3 separate regions of the Mus musculus genome follow, and regions 1 and 2 are each linked to region 3. The links are chromatin contacts, called in public ChIA-PET and promoter capture Hi-C maps. All regions are on one chromosome and are shown on one strand. Each heading gives the region's core, a stretch centred on a gene start, on an enhancer-like site or on the middle of the called end of the contact. The rest is flanking DNA. Distances are from core to core; before and after follow the strand shown. Region 1 has its middle 11 kb from the start of Gm51986. Region 2 holds the start of Zfp36l1 (zinc finger protein 36, C3H type-like 1). Region 3 holds the start of Exd2 (exonuclease 3'-5' domain containing 2).

What was found. Promoter capture Hi-C pulls out the DNA fragments that hold promoters and counts their contacts. ChIA-PET counts read pairs in DNA pulled down with a chosen protein or histone mark.
Region 1: a promoter capture Hi-C map of hippocampal neurons shows a contact between it and region 3, with 4 times the contacts expected there. The contact joins the enhancer-like site here to the promoter of Exd2 in region 3. A contact is called at or near these places in 3 of 39 promoter capture datasets (embryonic stem cells and hippocampal neurons), 2 of 115 datasets of contacts at active chromatin or transcription factors (both in embryonic stem cells) and 2 of 9 other capture datasets (liver and pancreatic islet).
Region 2: a contact with region 3 is called in an RNA polymerase II ChIA-PET map of memory CD8 T cells, with 89 read pairs. The contact joins the promoter of Zfp36l1 here to the promoter of Exd2 in region 3. A contact is called at or near these places in 2 of 115 datasets of contacts at active chromatin or transcription factors (memory CD8 T cells and pancreatic cancer cells) and 2 of 9 other capture datasets (adipose tissue and liver).

The regions. Positions count from the first base shown.
Region 1 is chr12:80,728,611-80,731,310 of GRCm38.p6, forward strand. No RefSeq gene overlaps it. Among named protein-coding and RNA genes, the nearest start is that of Gm51986, 11 kb to the left of the region's middle. Within about 2 kb of position 1,396, at least 19 of the 459 cell types and tissues checked have an H3K27ac peak or open chromatin away from gene starts, as enhancers often do. A contact at or near this core is called in hippocampal neurons and liver, where this site is marked.
Region 2 is chr12:80,111,750-80,114,449 of GRCm38.p6, forward strand. Zfp36l1 (zinc finger protein 36, C3H type-like 1) reads right to left here and starts at 1,264. Exons shown (of 2, transcript NM_007564.5): 1 at 1,070-1,264. The coding sequence starts at 1,126. It overlaps Gm52006, which reads right to left. Exons shown (of 3, transcript XM_030247048.1): 3 at 1,831-2,700.
Region 3 is chr12:80,461,800-80,464,499 of GRCm38.p6, forward strand. It overlaps Exd2 (exonuclease 3'-5' domain containing 2), which reads left to right and starts at 1,296. Exons shown (of 9, transcript NM_133798.3): 1 at 1,296-1,481.

The sequences.
Region 1 (2,700 bases), core at 146-2,645, 270 kb after region 3:
ACTCTGTAGACCAGGCTGGCCTCGAACTCAGAAATCTGCCTGCCTCTGCCTCCCGAGTGCTGGGATTAAAGGCGTGTGCCACCACGCCTGGCACTGGCTTGGGGTGTCTTAAAGGAGACTTTGTCCTTTGCCAAGCAGCAGTTGAGCTGACAAGACCTCAGGAGGACCTTGCCTCTCTCCCTACTTCTGTGGAGAGGTGGCCCTGATAGAGAAGGCAAAGCCTCTGCTGGTCACTTGCTGGCCATGTGGCATTGGAGAGCCACTCTTTATAATGATTTCTGTATCTATGTATGTTTATAATTGCAGGAGAGAAGTCTCTTTACTCTCATAAGGTCACGTAGATGACTATGGAGACTCCCATAATCCAGGATTTTTCTGCTCTGTAGCCTGTGACTGCCACTAGAGGTCAGGAGAGCCAGGCCCTCTAGGAGGATGCTCTGGTTAGTTGAACTAAGTGCCACACTGTCCTCTAACTTATCTGAAAAGTTTGAGCCAGGTGTGGTGGCACACGCCTTTAGTCTTAGCACTGGGCAGGCAGAAGCAGGTGGATCTCTGTGAGTTTGAGGCCAGCCTGGTCTACAGAGTGAGTTTCAGAACAGCTAGGGCTACACAGTGAAACACTGTTTCAAATCAATTATTTAGTTAATTAATTTTGGCCTTGAGATGAGAACAGGAAAGACAAGGAAAAAATAATCAATGGAAATGCCCATTGCTGCCTTCACCCCATGTCTGAGGCTGTGTGCCTATCTTTATTCAGTCAGCATTTATTGTGATTCTCTGGCGTGGAGTTGCACACCTCCATTGTCTTTTATTGGGCTTTTTATTGAGGTAAAATATGCGATCAAAATTTATCACTTGAGCCGGGCAATGGTCATTCATGCATGCCTTTAATCCCAGCACTCAGGAGGCAGAGGCAGGCTGATTTCTGAGTTCGAAGCCAGCCTGGCCTACAGAGTGAGTTCCAGGACAACCAGGGCTACACAGAGAAACCCTGTCTTATTTGAACCCCTTTTCTTTATTTTTGCTTTCTTCTTTTTCTTTTCTTTTTTTCTCTTGTCTTGTCTTGTCTTGTCTTGTCTTGTCTTGTCTTTTTGGTCTTTCAAGACAGGGTTTCTCTGTGTAGCCCTGGTTGTCCTTGAACTTGCCCTGTAGTAGATCAGGCTGGTCTCAAACTCAGAGATCTGCCCTCCTCTGTCTCTTGGGCATTTGAACCATTTCTACACATGTGACTTAGTGATGTTAAATATATTTACATTGTTGCGCAATCCGTTTCCAGAATGCTTCATTTGGCAAACCTCAGAACCCGTTAAGAGATGATCCCTGGCCCCACTCCCTGTGCTGGCAAACTCCATTCTACTTCCTGTGTCTACGGCAACTTTAGACACAGACCCAGGAAGTGGAACAAGGCAGTATTTGTCATTCTCTTTACATGTTTGTTTATTTATTGAGTGCTGTACAGCACACATGTGGAGGTCAGAGGTTAACTTGTTGGAACCAGTTCTGTCCTCCACCATGTGGGTTTCTGGGATTAAACACAAATCTTTGTCGATCTCTGTGTTTGCTCCCACTGATGAGCTGTCTTGTGAGCCAATTTTTGTTTGTTTGTCTTGTTAAAGATTTATTTTATTTTGTGTGTGCGGCTGCTTTGCCTGCACGTATGTGCGTACAGTATGCGCATGCGTGGTGTCTGAAAGGTGCCAGGAGAAGGCATTGGATCTCCTGGAACTTGAGTTACAGATGGTTGAGAGCTACCATGTGGGCATTGGGAACTAAGCCAGGGTCTTTTGCAAGAGCACCCAATGTTCTTAACCAGATTTTTTTCCCCACTAGCTTACTTCATTAGCATAGATAGCATCCTCGAGGTTCAACGGTGTGTCAGGATTTCTTTCCTTAAATAATATCCTATCACTTTAAAAAAATAAAAGCGAATTGAAATATTATTCTGACGAGTTGTTGGCCAATGGAGGGGGCCCTGTCTGTCTCACAGGTCAAAGGTTCGCTGCCCAGTTCCTACCCTTCTTTTCTTTAGGATTTCCTTCACTCTGGCTTCCTGCAGTTTAGGTAGGGATGCTTGGATGTCCACTACCGTCTTCTTCCCAGCAGATGGCAACATGCTGCAGATTCTGGTGGGAAAGTGAGCTGGGGCTCCGGCAGCAGGGGGAGGGCGGGCTTTGTGACTGCACAGCGCTGCGTGATTGGCCTGGGCTGATCTGTAGGTCATTCCTTCCTTTAGGATAGAAAACAAAGGCTCTGCTTTGACCGTCGTATACCTAGCACATTATAAACCGGACCCTTTCACACTGGTTTCTAGTTTGTGGTCTCACAACATCCCTTTCCTGGGTTTATATAATAAGGTCCATAGTGGCTAAGAACTTGCCCGAGATCACATGACTTGGAAATGGAAGTTCAGGCCCTTGCGCTCAAGGCCAGTGTTCTTTGTAGCACATCCTGGAAAATATAACATGTATTGGAACATCATTATGACACGCGTGACTGTGGATGCTCTTTTCAACTCACCCCCAGTTCTGGTCTAGATTGGAGCTTCCCATCCCTGGAGATGCTTCTCAGGAAACAAACAGTGGCGCATGCCTTTAATCCCAGCACTTGGGAGGCAGAGGCAGGTGGATTTCTGAGTTCAAGGCCAGCCTGGCCTACAAAATGAGTTCCAGGACAGCCAGAGCTACACAGAGAAACCCTGTC
Region 2 (2,700 bases), core at 14-2,513, 350 kb before region 3:
AGGGAGGGAAAGAAGCCGAAAATGCAAAGTTTTTGATGTTGCTCTTCAACTCCAGCACGGCCCTGCACCCCAACCCTGCAGCCCCGGGGCCTTGGCAGCTGCACCGACAGGAGCAGCGAGCTAGGAAGAGAGCAACATGACCCGACGTGTTTAAGGGAAGGCAAAAACAGTTCAGCAATTAAAAGTAGCCTAGCAGCTTCATCCTTTCAAATTGGGGGGTTGGGGGAAGTAGAGCGGGCAAAAAATTAACAACATTCACGGAGTTATTTCAATCGCACTCCTGGAACATTACGGTTTTAAAAGTTTTTTTCTGTTTTGTTTTTCAAAAACCTGACTGGCAAACTGCCCCATTTTGGCCCTCTTAAATCCTAACTGGCGGGAACTTGAGGTCTGGCAGCATTTTGTTCCCCTATTCCTTAGTCAACGAACCGTAGTGCCTCACAACCCAGGTAAGCAAACAGTTTCAGCCCCAAGTTTGCAGCACGATCGACCAGCTCCCGCAGCGGGAACCTAGCCCAGCTGGGGCGGACAAACTCCACTACAAAGTCGCTTTGCCTACATCTTTTTGAACCTTAAGTCGGCCTCTTTCTTCGTCGCATTATCTCTTAGCTCCCCAAAACAGACAGGAAAATTCTCCCAGTCAGATACCGCCCTGAGACCTCGCTTTTCCTAGAGACCCCTAGCAAAAGGTGTTGGGTAACCTCGAACATCTCCAGCGGGTACAGGAAACCCAAGGCGCACACTGCGAAGCCGAGCCCACCCGCTTAGCCCAGCTCCGGAGGTGCACCATGCAGAAAAGAATCCTTCAAAATTCGTCCCAAACCTAACCACTCTTCCGCACCTCCTTGCCCCGCAAACTGGAGCAGTCGCCCAGAACTTTGCTCCCCGGATTCACAGAACCCCACCTGGGACCTGAAACTTAAGTGCGAGGAGGACATAAACAAATTCCTTCACCATGGAGGGAAACGCAAGCAGTGAAACTCCTTCACGTCCCCGAGACCCAAACTTTTTAGAGTTTCTTGGAGCACAAGAGAAACTTTCAAAAAGCCAACGCTCCGCCCTGCTTTACCTTGCATAAAACTTCGCTCAAGTCAAAAATGGTGGCGGACACGAGGGTGGTGGTCATCGTGGGCGTTCGCACGGGGCAAGGACTAGGATCTGGTGTGTCGTGAAGGTCCCGGTGCGGGGAAGGCGCAGCCTCCGGCTCTCCGGTCAGGAGTCCCACACGCCTGCTCCCGGCGCCCCTCGCCTTTCTGACTCTCCCGGGCTGCGGCGCGCAAAGCCCAATTTATAAGATTTGGTGGGTTGGGGGGGGTGGAAGGAGGAGCTTTAAACGTATTTAAATGAAGAAGAGGAGGCGGAAAAAAAGTTGATTGACACTGAGGTTGAATCAGCCATGCGGTCAAGAGGGAGGGAGGGGTAAAGGGGGAGGAAAGAAACTTTCAAAAGGAAGAAGGGGGAGGGAGACGAGGAAAGAAGGCGGAAAAAAAAAAAAAAAAAAAGCACTCGGAGCGGCGCAAAACTTTTTTTTCTTAAAGAGGAAAAGTTTCGAGTCCGCGGGCTCCGGGGGCGCCCCTCCCCTGGGCCGAGCCCGGCAGAGGGGGAGGGGCGCCCACCCTTTGTCAACCTCGCTGCTCGGCTCTGTGACATCACTCATTCCACCCCCTTCGGAGTTCGAGTTGTTGTGTTTGTTGGTTTTTTTTTTTAAGAGTTGGAAGGCGGGCTCGACTCTCCTCTCTCTCTCTCTCTCTCTCTCTCTCTCTCTCTCTCTCTCTCTCTCTCCCCCCCCTCCTCCCTCCCTCTCCCCCCTGTCTTTTTTTTTTTTTTTTTTCTTCCTAGCAGGCGCTGGAGCTGGTCTTGAGCGGGCCAGGGCTGCGGTTTCCATCTTGAGCTAGTGTCCCTTGAAACTTCTCCAAGTGCCCGCACGACTTACCTTCCCCTGACTTCCCTGTCCACACCCGGCTGCCCATCGCAAAATGAGCTGGGCGAGGAGTTTAGGAATGCGGAGCACCCCAAATGTTCGAGTCAAGAGTTTTATGTTTGTTGTTTCCCATCAGTGAGCAAAAGAAGTAGGGATGACCAGAGAAAACTTTTTCTCCAGGAGAGCCTAGGCTGGAGGGGGCGAGAGCAGTAAGATTTTGCGCGCAGCGCGGGGTCCACGCGTGCTGGGCCGGCAGCCTGCGTTTTCCCGGTATGGTGGGGGCACCACTGCCTGGGCAGAATTCTTTCAGACCTAGATGGGGCGCTTTGTTCACATAACCGATCTTTAAACTTGCTACAGCAGAAAAGTCCAGACTTTCAAGGGCACCCCCTGAAAATAAAAGAGCAACAAGTCACTTTCCACGCGCGCTTTGAATTCGGGCTGCCTCCTCCACACATCCCCGAATGTTAAAAACAAGGGGGGAAAAAGTTACTTTGGTAAGAAGGAAGGTAGAGGTGGGGGAAGCGACACTTCTTGCTGCTCTCCCGCCCCCACGCGAACGGAACATATGGCTTGTCACTATGCCCGGTTTGGGGGTACCAAGCAATAAGACCCACGGAACTCAGTGGCCTTCAATGAATTACACCGCCCTTTAAAACCACGAACTATGTGTTTATTTACTATTAGGTCTGGCTGCCTCCCACCCGCACCGGCTCGCGTGCTGCAGTGGAGACCCGGGCGGAAATCGCGGGCCGCACCGCCCAGGCCTCGCACGTTTC
Region 3 (2,700 bases), core at 46-2,545:
ATGTCCTCTCACTTCTCACATTGTATGTGTGTGTGCTCAAGTGCTACTGTGGATGTTTCCAACCAGCCTCTAAGCTTCTTGAGTGGACAGAAAAAGATGAAAATTTATAAACAAAACAAAACTCCTTCCTTTTTGAGATAGCGTTTCGTGTAACCCAGGCTTACCTCAAATTTATCATTGTAGCCTGAGGTCTAGATCCCCACCACTGCATAAACGGGGTGTGGTGGCCCAAGCCTGCCTGTAATCCTAACACTTGGGAGATGGAAGCTGGAAGATCAGGAATCTAAGGTCACCTTTGCTCACATTTTGAGAGTTGAGAGCCAGATTGTGCTACACAACACCCTGCTTTAACCCCCTTAAAAAAAAAATCAATCCTGAATGAATGGTTTCATATATAGACAATATTGTGGTTGTTATGAGGATATAGGGACCAGGAGAGATGACAACAGTAAAGAGCACTGGTTGCTCTTCTGGAGGACCCAGGTTCAATTAACAGCCCCCACACAATAGCTCAACACTTTCTATAATTTTTTTTCCTTTTCTTTTCTTTCTTTCTTTTTTTTTTTTTTGGTTTTTTGAGACAGGGTTTCTCTGTGTAGCTCTGGCTGTTCTGGAACTCACTCTGTAGACCAGGCTGGCCTCGAACTCAGAAATCCACGCCGGCTCTATAAATCTTTTCCAGGGGCTCAACGCCCTCTTCTGGCATCTTCAGACATGTACGAGAGGGGAGAGGGAGAGAGGGAGAGGGAGGGAGAGAGAGGGAGATGGGGAGAGGGGAGAGAGAGAGAGAGAGAGAGAGAGAGAGAGAGAGAGAGAGAGAGAGGGAGAGAGAGAGAGAGAGAGAGAGAGAGAGAGAGAGAGAGAGAGAGAGAGAGAGAGAGAGAGAGAGAGAGAGATTAATGGCTATAATATATAACGCGAATGAAGAGCACATTCTGTAAACAGTTTCCTTATTTTCCCGCTCGAATATAAGAAAATTAATGGGGGTGGGTGGGTATGGGGGACTTTTGGTATAGCATTGGAAATGTAAATGAGCTAAATACCTAATAAAAAAATGGAAAAAAAATAAGAAAATTAATGTAGTGGAGAAACGCTACCCTGGGTAAAAGAGAAAAAATGTCCTGTGTTGCATTTGTGAGCGAAAGTTCAATAGGCTTCTTCCTTCAAAGCCAAAACCAAAAGACGAAGCGGCATCTCAGAAAACACCACTTTTCTGAAGACATTAAGTCTTCGCAATTATAACCCTCCTTCCCCATCCTTTAACCGAGAACCTGGGGAGGAAATGCTGCCCTAGCGGCTTCCGTACAAAATGGCGCGGCCCATAGGCACACACCACGGGGGTTGTATCCTCCTGGCCAGCCACTGGGCCGGAAGTGGCTACGGCTTTTATGCATCCGGGTGGGTGCGCCCAGACCGCCGCGGGGGTTCCAGCTTGTCAGCGTGGGGTGCCGCAGGTGTTCGGTCGAGGCTGGAGGCCGCAGGTAAGGGAAGCTCGGGTTGGCAAAGTCCTCTCTGGGGTTGTGTGGCAGGCAGAGGGGTTTCCAGCGCGGCTCGAGAGGGTGGTGATGCTGAAGGGACCACTTTGCGCGTGGGCGACTGTTGGGCTGCAGAGGTGCCCAGGCGTTGTTGGCACTGCCCCTCTCCCCGCCCTGAGGCGCGGCCTCTTGGCCCCTCACTCTCGGTGTGGGCGGTTGAGCCCTCAGGTTCGGGGAGGACTCGTCCCGCCATTGGTCCCCAAGCCTTCCCGGGCCGCCCCTTTCCATCCGCCCGTCTCCTCGTCAGGAGCATCCACCAACCCTTCAAGGCTTTCTGACCTCGTCAGTTAAAAAGCAGCCCCCGCCGGGGTTCCTCCGGGCTTCGGGGGACCCGCCCCACCCGGGACCTGCGGGGCCACATCGCTCGCCGCCCGTCGATTTGCTGGGCACCACCTCTGGCTTTGGCTTTTCACCTTTGGCTTTGGCTTTTTTTTTTTGGCGGGGCAGATCAAACTAGAACTTTAAATCTTATTTATTAAAAATGGACAGCTGTTCACCAAAATTCAGACAACTCAAGTATTTATAAGCTTTGGTACACGATTGGACGCAAATTCCCTTATGTAACCATTCCTTAGAAACACAGAACTGTTTTGTTTTTAGTAACTTTTTTTTCTTTTTTTCTTTTTTTTTTTTTCTTTTTTAAAGAACTGGAGTAGTGGGGAGGGGGAGGGTCTCTCGCTATGTAGCCCTTTCTGGCCTGGAACTCAGGGATCTGTTGGCCTCTGCCAAGTGCTGGGATTAAGTCAAGATTTATTTTTGTTTATGTGTGTGCGTTATTTGGAGCCGGAGTTGCAGCCGCCTGTGAGCTGCCTGGTGGGAGGGAGTGTGCTAGGAGCTGAATTTGCGTCCTCTGGAAAAGTAGCTGGTGCTGTTGAATTATTTTGTTGAAAATACATCTTTTTCTCTTCACATAATATATTCCGACTGTGGTATCCACTTCCTCCACCCCTTCCAGTTCCTCCCCACCTCCCTTCCCATCCGAATCCACTCCCTTTCTGTCTCAATTAGAAAACAAACAGGCTTCTAAGGGGTTATAATAAAATCGAACAAAATAAAATATAAGCTAAATAAAACCATCAAATCAAAATTGGACAAGACAAACAGCAAAGACACCAAGAGAAGACATACGAGTCAGAGACCTGCTTGTTTGAATCCTCAGGGATCC